Regions from separate parts of the Gossypium hirsutum genome. Here regions 1 and 3 are each linked to region 2. The links are chromatin contacts, called in public Hi-C maps. All regions are on one chromosome and are shown on one strand. The core of a region is the stretch at or near the end of the contact, and the rest is flanking DNA. Distances in the headings are between cores, read along the strand shown. Region 1 holds the start of LOC107920157 (E3 ubiquitin-protein ligase Topors). Region 2 holds the start of LOC107896715 (GTP-binding protein OBGC, chloroplastic). Region 3 holds the start of LOC107896718.

Region 1 (3,089 bases), core at 61-2,560, 190 kb before region 2:
GCATTAATGTGCCACATTAACTTCTTGTTACACTTTTTAACGAGATTTAACAGTTGAGTGATCATAACGTAATAAATAATCTTAATGATTATATTATAATTATTTAAAATATGACTTGAGCAAATTACCTTAAATATCTAGAATAACACATTAGATAACAAGTGTTTATTTGAGATTGACCTAAAATGATATATATTTTAAAATTTAATCAGTAAACATTTTGGGCTATTTGAATCCAAAATGTATATATATGATAATAAAAAATAGGTTTAAATCATAAAATGGTACTTAAACTATTTTTTTTTTCAAGTTTCTATTTAAACTTTTTTTTTTGGTCGACTGATACCTAAACTATACCACAAAATGGTACCTAAACTATATCTTTTTTTCAAGTTGGTATTTCAACTTTTTTTTTGGACAAGTGATACCTAAATTATACCACAAAATGGTACCTAAACTATAAATCTTTTTCCTAGGTTTAGCTAAACATTTTTTTTTGGTTACAAGTGATACATAAAGTATACTCCAATACCCAAAGTAGTACTTAAATTATACTCAATTATCCAAATTATTTCAGTAGTTAAAAAAACCCTCTTAGCCAATTATTTTGTGACACATGGTACTACAAAGTTCCCAAAAAAGTTAATTATTATTTCCAAAATTTGTAAACATATTTATCTCTTTTGTTCTTCACTGAAGAAATCTGATTTTGAAAAAAAATCAAGAACTCATCGCAAAACTCATTGAAACGTAGTTGATGACAAAACCCAGATTTCAGTGAGTTTCTTCTCCATTTTTAAACCTCAATCAAAACTTGTCTATTATTTTTCTTAAAAATAATTTTTTTTGTTTTTTTCTATATATTTTGTATAAAATAGTTAATGCTATATGAATCTCTATAATGAAAAAAATTCAGATAAAGAGTGAAAACCTAATATTGGGCAGAAACTGGGTAGAAAAAAATTAAAAGGGAAAAAAAGAATTTTAGGGAGAGATTACAAGGAATTGAAATTTTTTAATTTAATTCAATTTAATATTTTTATAATTTAATTTAATTATATTCTTTGAATTTTATTTTAATATAAAGTATCACGTGTCACAAAATGATTGGTTAAAATATTTTTGTTTAACAATTGAGTAATTTGGGTAATGAAGTATAATTTAGGCATCATGTTGGGTAAGGAAGTATAGTTTAAGTAGCACTTGTGATCATAAAAATGTTTATGTACCAACTTAAGAAAAATGTATAGTTTAAGTATTATTTCGGATAACGAACTATAATTTAGGTACCACTTATGATAAAACAAAGTTTAGTGAGAAAAAAAAGAGAGTAAAGAATCATATTATGATTTAAGCCTAAAAGATGATATAGGCACCAAATTGAATTCTAAAGCTAATGTGAGGTGACAATATTGTATTATCCCTATATATTTTTTGGAGTTTCGTTTGATATCTATTATCGACTCACGACGGCAACACCGCCTTTCAGCGACAACATAAAAATTCGTGATCTAAAGACCAACTTCTTTTCTCTTCTCTTTCCTCAAATGGATTCACCCTCGTCTTCACCGAAACCATTGGGGAAATCGGACATCCAGAGATTCATACGAAGAGTAATTTGTCCGGCCATCGTCGACGAAACATGTCCCATATGCTTGAGAACCATCGACATTCCTGGAGCGGCAGTTCTCACCGTTTGTTTCCACGCTTACTGCTTGGACTGCATCCGCAAGTGGAGCGATTTGAAGAGGAATTGCCCTCTCTGCAATTCCACCTTCGATTCTTGGTTCTACAAAATCGATCTCTCCTCTCTAAGATACCTCAAACAGCAGTTACCTGCTATCTCTGACTGCAAATCGGCTATTCCACGACCTCGGTTCACCGTATCTGATCGTCGACGGTGAATTTTCTTTTTTGATTAACGATTATCTGAGTCTTTAACTGTAAGTCGAATAAAAGAATTGATTGTTTAGGTTATTCCTTTTTTTTTTCTTTTTAATTATTTGGTTAGGATCATCGAAAGGACCAGAAGAGAAATAAACGATGTTAACCGGAGAACGAGACCGTTGCCTTGGCGGCGATCTTTTGGGCGACCTGGGACTGTGTCGCCTCTTGTTATCGCCGAAAGGAAGCTTCAATGGCGTGCCAGGTACCTTATGAAGACCCAATTTAGTTATATTTGCTTAATTCTAAGATTTTGGCTGATAGGGTTTCTCTTGCAGTGTGTATAACCGACGGCTGCAAGCTGTGCCTATATATCATGGTAATGGTTTTCAGCAGGTAGGTTTACCTGGTTTAGTTCTTTGAAGGTTTGCATTTTTTTTTTCCATATATTTGAAATGTGACGAATATGGATGACATAAATCAGTGGATTTGATTAGCAAGGAAGGGTTATTTTGCATCATTTTGATGCTTTCTCTCTTTGCTTTCAGAATGTTCCTAGGATTAGGAATGATTTTGAGAAAGAGAAACTACTGCAAAGAATAGAACCATGGATTCAAAGGGAGCTTGAGGCTATCCTTGGAGATCCAGATCCATCAATCATTCTTCATGTTGTGTCCTCGCTTCTCTTCTCTAGACATGAAGGAAAGCATGATGACTCTTCCGCCTCTTCGACACAGCTCAGTTTTGTCAATGACAACTTTCTTGCTTCTTTGGAACCTTTTTTACACGACCAAACCAACATGTTTTGGCATGAACTCAGGTGAGTTATACACCTTTTCTTTTTTGGTTTGCTTGAAGATTTCCTTTTCTGTTATTATTAAACTTTTAGAAATGTACACCAGATGCTTTGTGGAGAGTCCACTTACCATGGAAACTTATGATGCAGTAGTTGAGTATAGATAGATGGAGTAGCGGCGCTTAGCCGAGTTGCATATTATTTTAACTGTCTACCCACTATATCTGTGGCGTTAGAGATCAGTTCCTTCAGAGCTTGTTATCCTCGATAGTCTGGTGATGGCTGCACTATCAGTTGTTAAGCCATCAGGTAAAATGGCACAGCTTAGAGATTGAAGGATTTAATCAAATTCTGAAGCTAGGATTTAACTGATGAAAGAAAAAAGTGCTCAGTACTATCAAATTGCTTA
Region 2 (3,076 bases), core at 349-2,848:
AAATATCATTTTGTTAGAGAGGCTGAATAATCAAAGGAAGTTAATTTGATTCATTGCAGCTCTGAAAATCAATTTGCTGATATATTAACTAAGATTCTTAGTACTTCAAAGTTTGACAAGTTAAGAAGGAATATTGGTGTTTGTTGCATACAGTCTAATGAGGAGTGTTGAACTTTGGCCTGCAATGCAACAACAAAGAAGTTTTGAAGCTTAAATAGTGCAGTAGCTATGTTTTGTTTAATATGTAACTAGCTTAGTTCTTTTGTAATTTTTCTATTTGAATCAATAAGATTAGTTTACTGATTTGAATGATATTCAAGTGATGTTTTGGCTGATAAGTCAGCTTTACTTTGTGTGCAAGATGAGCTATATATTTTGTCAATGTAATTAATGGAAGTAGTTATACATTAGGTAACTACTTTGTAACTCATATATTTGACTTAATGAAATCAATAATGCAAATCAGTTTTTTTTTATCATTTTTGCATTCGTTTCTCTTTGCTTCATTTCTCCTTTGTTTTAGTCCAAATCCCAACATTTCTCTAGATAAGTTGTGGCCAAAGCAGGTGAGTTCTTTGCTTCGGCAGGGAACTTGAGACAACGACTTTTACCCCTAAATGATTTGAGTCAAATGGGACAAGGAAGGGTGAATGGGAGAGAGGGTCCTATACACACTTACCATCGATTACCAGTGTAGAAGCCAAATTGTGGACTCTTCGAGATGGCCTAACAATAACTTCTCAAAAAAGCATTAATTGGCTAGAAATTGAAGAAGACGCTGAAATTGAGGTGAATTTTATCAACACTAACAATAGGATGATTGCTGTGTAAATTTATGATCACAGATCACTAATGCTTAATTTTGAACAAGCCTCACTCAAGCATATCTATCGTGAAGGAAATCAATGCACATATAAGGAGCAATTTTCAAGCCTTGGTGATTTTACTTGAATGAACTTTTGTGCATTTGAAGGTTGATGCCTACGACATCCTTTTATATTGAACCAAACTTTCAGTTAATTTTAATGTAAATGTTTATTTTTAGACCAATATATATATATTTCGCCTTCATTTATAATCTAATACATTGTGTAATATTTATATGGGGTATACAATTAATTTATTATTGATATATATTTCAAATATATGATATATAATATTTTATTTTGAAATGATTATATTTTAATGTTTAGAATATAGTTTATATATTCACATTAATTTTCACAAATACTTCATTTTAATTGTTCTATATTTTATATATCAAAATATTAATAATGAATTTTTTTTATTGGAATATCATAATTTTAATATTTAAATTCAAGTAATATTCAAATTTAAGTTTTTTCTTTACAATTTATGGAAAATGTTAAAAGCACAAAATTTTAAGTTTTGTTATGAAGTAATATATACTTAAAAAAATAATTAGCAATTTTTGTATATTAATTTGGTGAAGTGAAATAAATAAGTCCAAAAAACATGGTTGAACTTAAGAATTGGGCCTTAACTCAAAAATCCAGAAGCCCGGGATTGAAAGGGAAATCAGGGACACGTGGCGGATAAGCCATTCCTTATCCAATTCTTAAACCCTCTTGAAAACCTCTCGGAATTTAGGCGTTAACTTACTTGTACAGTAAAAAATGGCTTCCATTACCATATCCGCCAGCTTCTTTTCTCGTCCTCAACTTCAAGCTCAAGCTCGATCCCGAACTCAAAAACCCTCTCCTAAAAGAAACCCTAACCCCAAATTCAAACCCAAAAAACTTAATAATAAATTCAAGTCTCTTTCTTTGTCTTCACCTCCGCCTTCTTCTTCTTCTTCTTCTTCTTTGGGTGCCCAAGCCACCACTTACACTCGCCTTCCTCCCAAGGAAGATTTCAATTTCGAGTTCGAAGTTCCCTCTTCGGACGAATCTGATGAAATCAAGCTTTCTGATTCCGATGTCGCGAAATTCGCCTTCCACAATGATTCCTCTGAAGCCGAAGCTGAAATGCTAGACACCGATGACGATGATAATGAACAACAAGAAGAAGAAAATGAAAGTTTGGGCTTTCAGGACGAAACCTTCGATGGAAAAATCGTAGATTTTTACAATGGTGATGGAAGTTCGGATTTTGAGGAAGAAGGGGAAGAGGAGGTTTATTATTACGATTCCGATGGCAAGCTCATAAATTTACCAGAAGAGTTTGATGATTTGGGACTGGAATTGAAGGAGAAAGGGGTACCGGCTGTTATGCGATGCTTCGACCGAGCCAAAATTTACGTGAAAGCAGGGGATGGCGGGAATGGAGTGGTTGCATTTCGGCGCGAAAAGTACGTGCCGTTAGGGGGACCGTCGGGAGGCGACGGAGGGAGAGGAGGGAACGTGTATTTGGAAGTTGACGGAGCGATGAATTCGCTGTTACCGTTTCGGAATTGTGTGCATTACAGGGCGGGGAGAGGGGCACACGGGCAAGGGAGGATGATGTGTGGGAGGAAAGGGGAGGATGTGGTGGTGAAAGTGGCGCCGGGGACGGTGGTCAGAGAGGCCGGGAACGATGAAGTGTTGCTGGAGCTGTTGTATCCGGGGCAAAGAGCGTTGTTGTTGCCTGGTGGAAGAGGTGGCAGAGGGAATGCGTCGTTTAAGTCCGGCAACAATAAGGTGCCTAAGATTGCTGAGAATGGAGAAGAGGGTCCTGAAATGTGAGTTTCCCTTTTCTCTTTCGCTCCTAAGTTATTCGGATTTGGTCCCAGAAAATTTCAAATTAGTATATATATATATATATTTATCTTGTCTGCCGAATTTGAATATCCTAACACTTGACTTGAGCCACCTGCAAGTTAATAGAGTTTTTTTTAACAGTATAGATTCTATTCATAGTCTAACAATCGAGCATGAGAATTGAACTCTTTTATTAGGTAAACAAGTTTAATCAAGCAATTTCTTTATCTCAAATCGAGCTCAAACTTTAAAAGCAATTCAAGCTAAGCTTTGAGTTCCTAGTCAAGCTCCCCTACTAAGTACCACTATGCTTTTGAATGATCAATGCATCTTATAGTTTTGGTTTCATTACACTTCTTGTATTTTGATTGTTTTAT
Region 3 (3,057 bases), core at 42-2,541, 210 kb after region 2:
CAAAATTTCATATTCAAAGACAGAAATTTCAAGCATAAGCGAACAATCAAAAGCAAAATAGAAATAAAAGTTGGGAATACCTTCAGGGATTGTGAGAAGAGGCTGAGAAGAGCAATCGCAAAGGCAAGGTGGGCAAGTGTTGGAAGTGTGGCTGAAGGCTAATAATCCTTCCATGAAATGCCAATACAGAGGTGGACCCACTATGTAGCCGAATAAACAGAGGCCCAATAGACACAACCCCACTTTCAATGCCGTCGTCTGGTTCACTGCCATCTCTTCTATCTCAGAGTCTAACTGGAAACCAAATCAAGACTAAAGCAATTTGATGCAGTAATTGGCAAAATGTCAAATCCTAACCATGCATTTTTGATTCAATACAAAATGATAATATCAAGCGAGGGAAAGGAGAGCAAAGACGTGAATAGCATCTACAAAAGATGAACTAAACTATTAGTCGCCTTACTGAGACCATAGTGTTAACTAGGGTTGTAAATGAATAACGCGTTTGATTAACAGTTCACTTATGTTCATTTATAACTTAAATCGCATAATTATCGAAACTTATAACATAAAAGAGATCAAACCTTAACTAAATCAAACAAACTAATCGAAGGAACAAGCAATTAAAAACGCCATTGAAATTAATAAGAACTGCAAATCAATTCCTGAAACTAACGCACCAAAGATAAAAAAAAATTAAAAATAAAGAGAAATCCATAATAATTTTATATACGTACACGAAATTGAAGACGAAGATAAACAAGAAATTAAATAATTTATATTAGAATAAAAAGAATTAAGATTTGAATATAGATTTAAAAATTTATTTTTCAAAAGGAAATAAAATGAAAAAAAGGGAAGAGCGTACGGATTTGCAGTGTAGAGAATCAGCGAGGGCAAAATCCCGAATAGCCACTCACCAAATCCTCATCATCTTTCTTCTTTTGGTCCTCAGCCGTACAGATCTTGGGAGGATCCGAAGCAGCTGCAGGACAGCTTCAACATATGAGATCGAAAGACATGATTCCCTTCCCCCCCCCGATAGAAACAAAAGGAAGAGGCTAGGGTTTTAATTGAATATTGAAAAGGAAATTGGAATAGTCAAATTGCACACCACGTCTCTTCCGTTGGTTGAGATTAAAGGTGGATAGGCATGAAATTTTCAAGAGAGAAAATTTATGAGAAGGGGATTTTGATTGGTGAAACCAAAGGGAATAGAATCAGGGTTTTTAGCAACGCAAAATTGGGGATATAGGGGAAGGGGTGAAAATAAAACGACGCGGATTAGATGGAAAGTGTATCTCAACTTTTTGCGGCGTTTTTATAAGAAATGCTACTATAACTCAATTTTTTGCGGCGTTTTTTTGGAAAAAACGCCACATTGCTCAATTTTATTTTTTTCATTTTAATATATTTTTTTCTATTTTTTTCTTTTAAAATTTTTGTGTTGAGATTATCATTTTTTGGAATTTTTATTTTTTTAAATTTTGAATATTGATCTTTTTAACTGAAATATGGACTAAAATCTTAAATATTAAAATTTTAAGTTTTTAAGTTTTTAATTTTTAATTTTTCAATTTTTTTGAAGATTTTTATCATTTTTAAATTAACATGTAAAATACAAAATGAAACTTTAATAGAAATAAAATGGAATCGATGAATTAAAAAAAATACAAAATGACAAAGCAATACAAGTATTATTCTTTTAAGTATAAATACATCAATATATTTTTATATTGAATATATAAATATAAAATGATGTTATATCAATAATTGTGTTAATAATTTACAAGAACTAGATCAAATTAAAGTTCATGCATGTATATAATTGCACACTAAACCATTGTTCATGTATGCTTTTGGGATTTTACCCATTTTGATATATTTTTAAAAAAATAATAATTTATATTTATCTTATTTAGATTTATATTATAAAAAAATCCAAGATACACAAGTAGTTCACCATATTTACCTCTAAACACTAAAAATTAAATCTCAAATCCTAGACCATGAACCCTAAATCCTAGACCATGAACATATATATACTTAATATCCATATGAAATTTATTTTTTAGATTTTAGGGTTTGGGATTTACGATCTATAGTTTATGGGTTTAGAGGTTAGTTTTAAGGCTTGGGGTTTAGTGGTTGGAGTTTTAAGAGTTTATGATTTGAGATTTAGGGTTTGGTGTTTAAAGAGTTATTGATCAGTGTTTATATTTTTAGGGGTTTATGATTAGAGATTTAGGGTCTGAGGGTTAAAAGGTTGTTGATTTAAGGGGTTAGCGGTTAGGGTTTAGAAAAAGCCATAACATTGATTTTAACAGCTTCGTAACTTAATTAAATGAGAACTTCTAACTAAATAGTTTAGTTATCAAAGTGTAACTTTTCATAATTAAGTAACTAAAATGAAATTAACTTTCCCATAGCTAAGTGAAATGGTGTAGTTAATTTATATTATTTATAAAGTCAGTTTTAGATATGATCAAAAGAAAATCGAATTCAAAATAAAAATAAGACCTTATTTAATTTGTTATAATTTGGTCCTATCAAAAATAGATAATTACCTATCCATATCAATCTGTTACTTTTATTTATTTATTTTTCAATAAATAATTTGTTATAATTTTAAAATATTAAAATTAAAATTATCTCTTTTATAATTATATAAGAGATTATTTAATATATATAAATTAAAAAACACTAATTAATCTAAACCCTAAACCTCAATCTATAGCGGCGTTTTTCCAAAAGCGTCGCTAAAAATTGAGTAATAGCGGTGTTTTTCCAAAAGCGCCGCTAAAACCTCGATATATAGTGGTGTTTTTCCAAAAGCCCCGCTAAAAATTGAGCAATAGCGGCGTTTTTCTAAAAGCGCCGCTAAAACCTCGATCTATAACGGCGGTTTTTCAAAAGCACCGCTAAAAACTGAGCAATAGCGGCGTTTCTCCAAAAACACCACTATTGTTCAGTTTTTCGCGGCGTTTGGACCAAAAACGCCGCTATTGCTCAGTTTTTTGTGGCGTTTTCAATAAAATGCCGCTAATGTATAATATT

Evidence for each region. A called contact is a pair of places that touch in the nucleus more often than the background predicts.
Region 1: a contact with region 2 is called in a Hi-C map of leaf, with 2.5 times the contacts expected there. The contact joins the promoter of LOC107920157 here to the promoter of LOC107896715 in region 2. A contact is called at or near these places in 4 of 34 Hi-C or Micro-C datasets (callus and leaf).
Region 3: a Hi-C map of leaf shows a contact between it and region 2, with 4 times the contacts expected there. The contact joins the promoter of LOC107896718 here to the promoter of LOC107896715 in region 2. A contact is called at or near these places in 6 of 34 Hi-C or Micro-C datasets (callus, hypocotyl and leaf).

The regions. Positions count from the first base shown.
Region 1 is chrA10:94,284,096-94,287,184 of Gossypium_hirsutum_v2.1, forward strand. It overlaps LOC107920157 (E3 ubiquitin-protein ligase Topors), which reads left to right and starts at 1,311. Exons shown (of 5, transcript XM_016849697.2): 1 at 1,311-1,900; 2 at 2,012-2,149; 3 at 2,223-2,280; 4 at 2,433-2,704; 5 at 2,787-3,089. The coding sequence starts at 1,548. The coding sequence ends at 2,847.
Region 2 is chrA10:94,473,246-94,476,321 of Gossypium_hirsutum_v2.1, forward strand. LOC107896715 (GTP-binding protein OBGC, chloroplastic) reads left to right here and starts at 1,599. Exons shown (of 7, transcript XR_005903479.1): 1 at 1,599-2,680.
Region 3 is chrA10:94,681,859-94,684,915 of Gossypium_hirsutum_v2.1, forward strand. It overlaps LOC107896718, which reads right to left and starts at 1,292. Exons shown (of 8, transcript XM_041079053.1): 1 at 921-1,292; 2 at 81-266.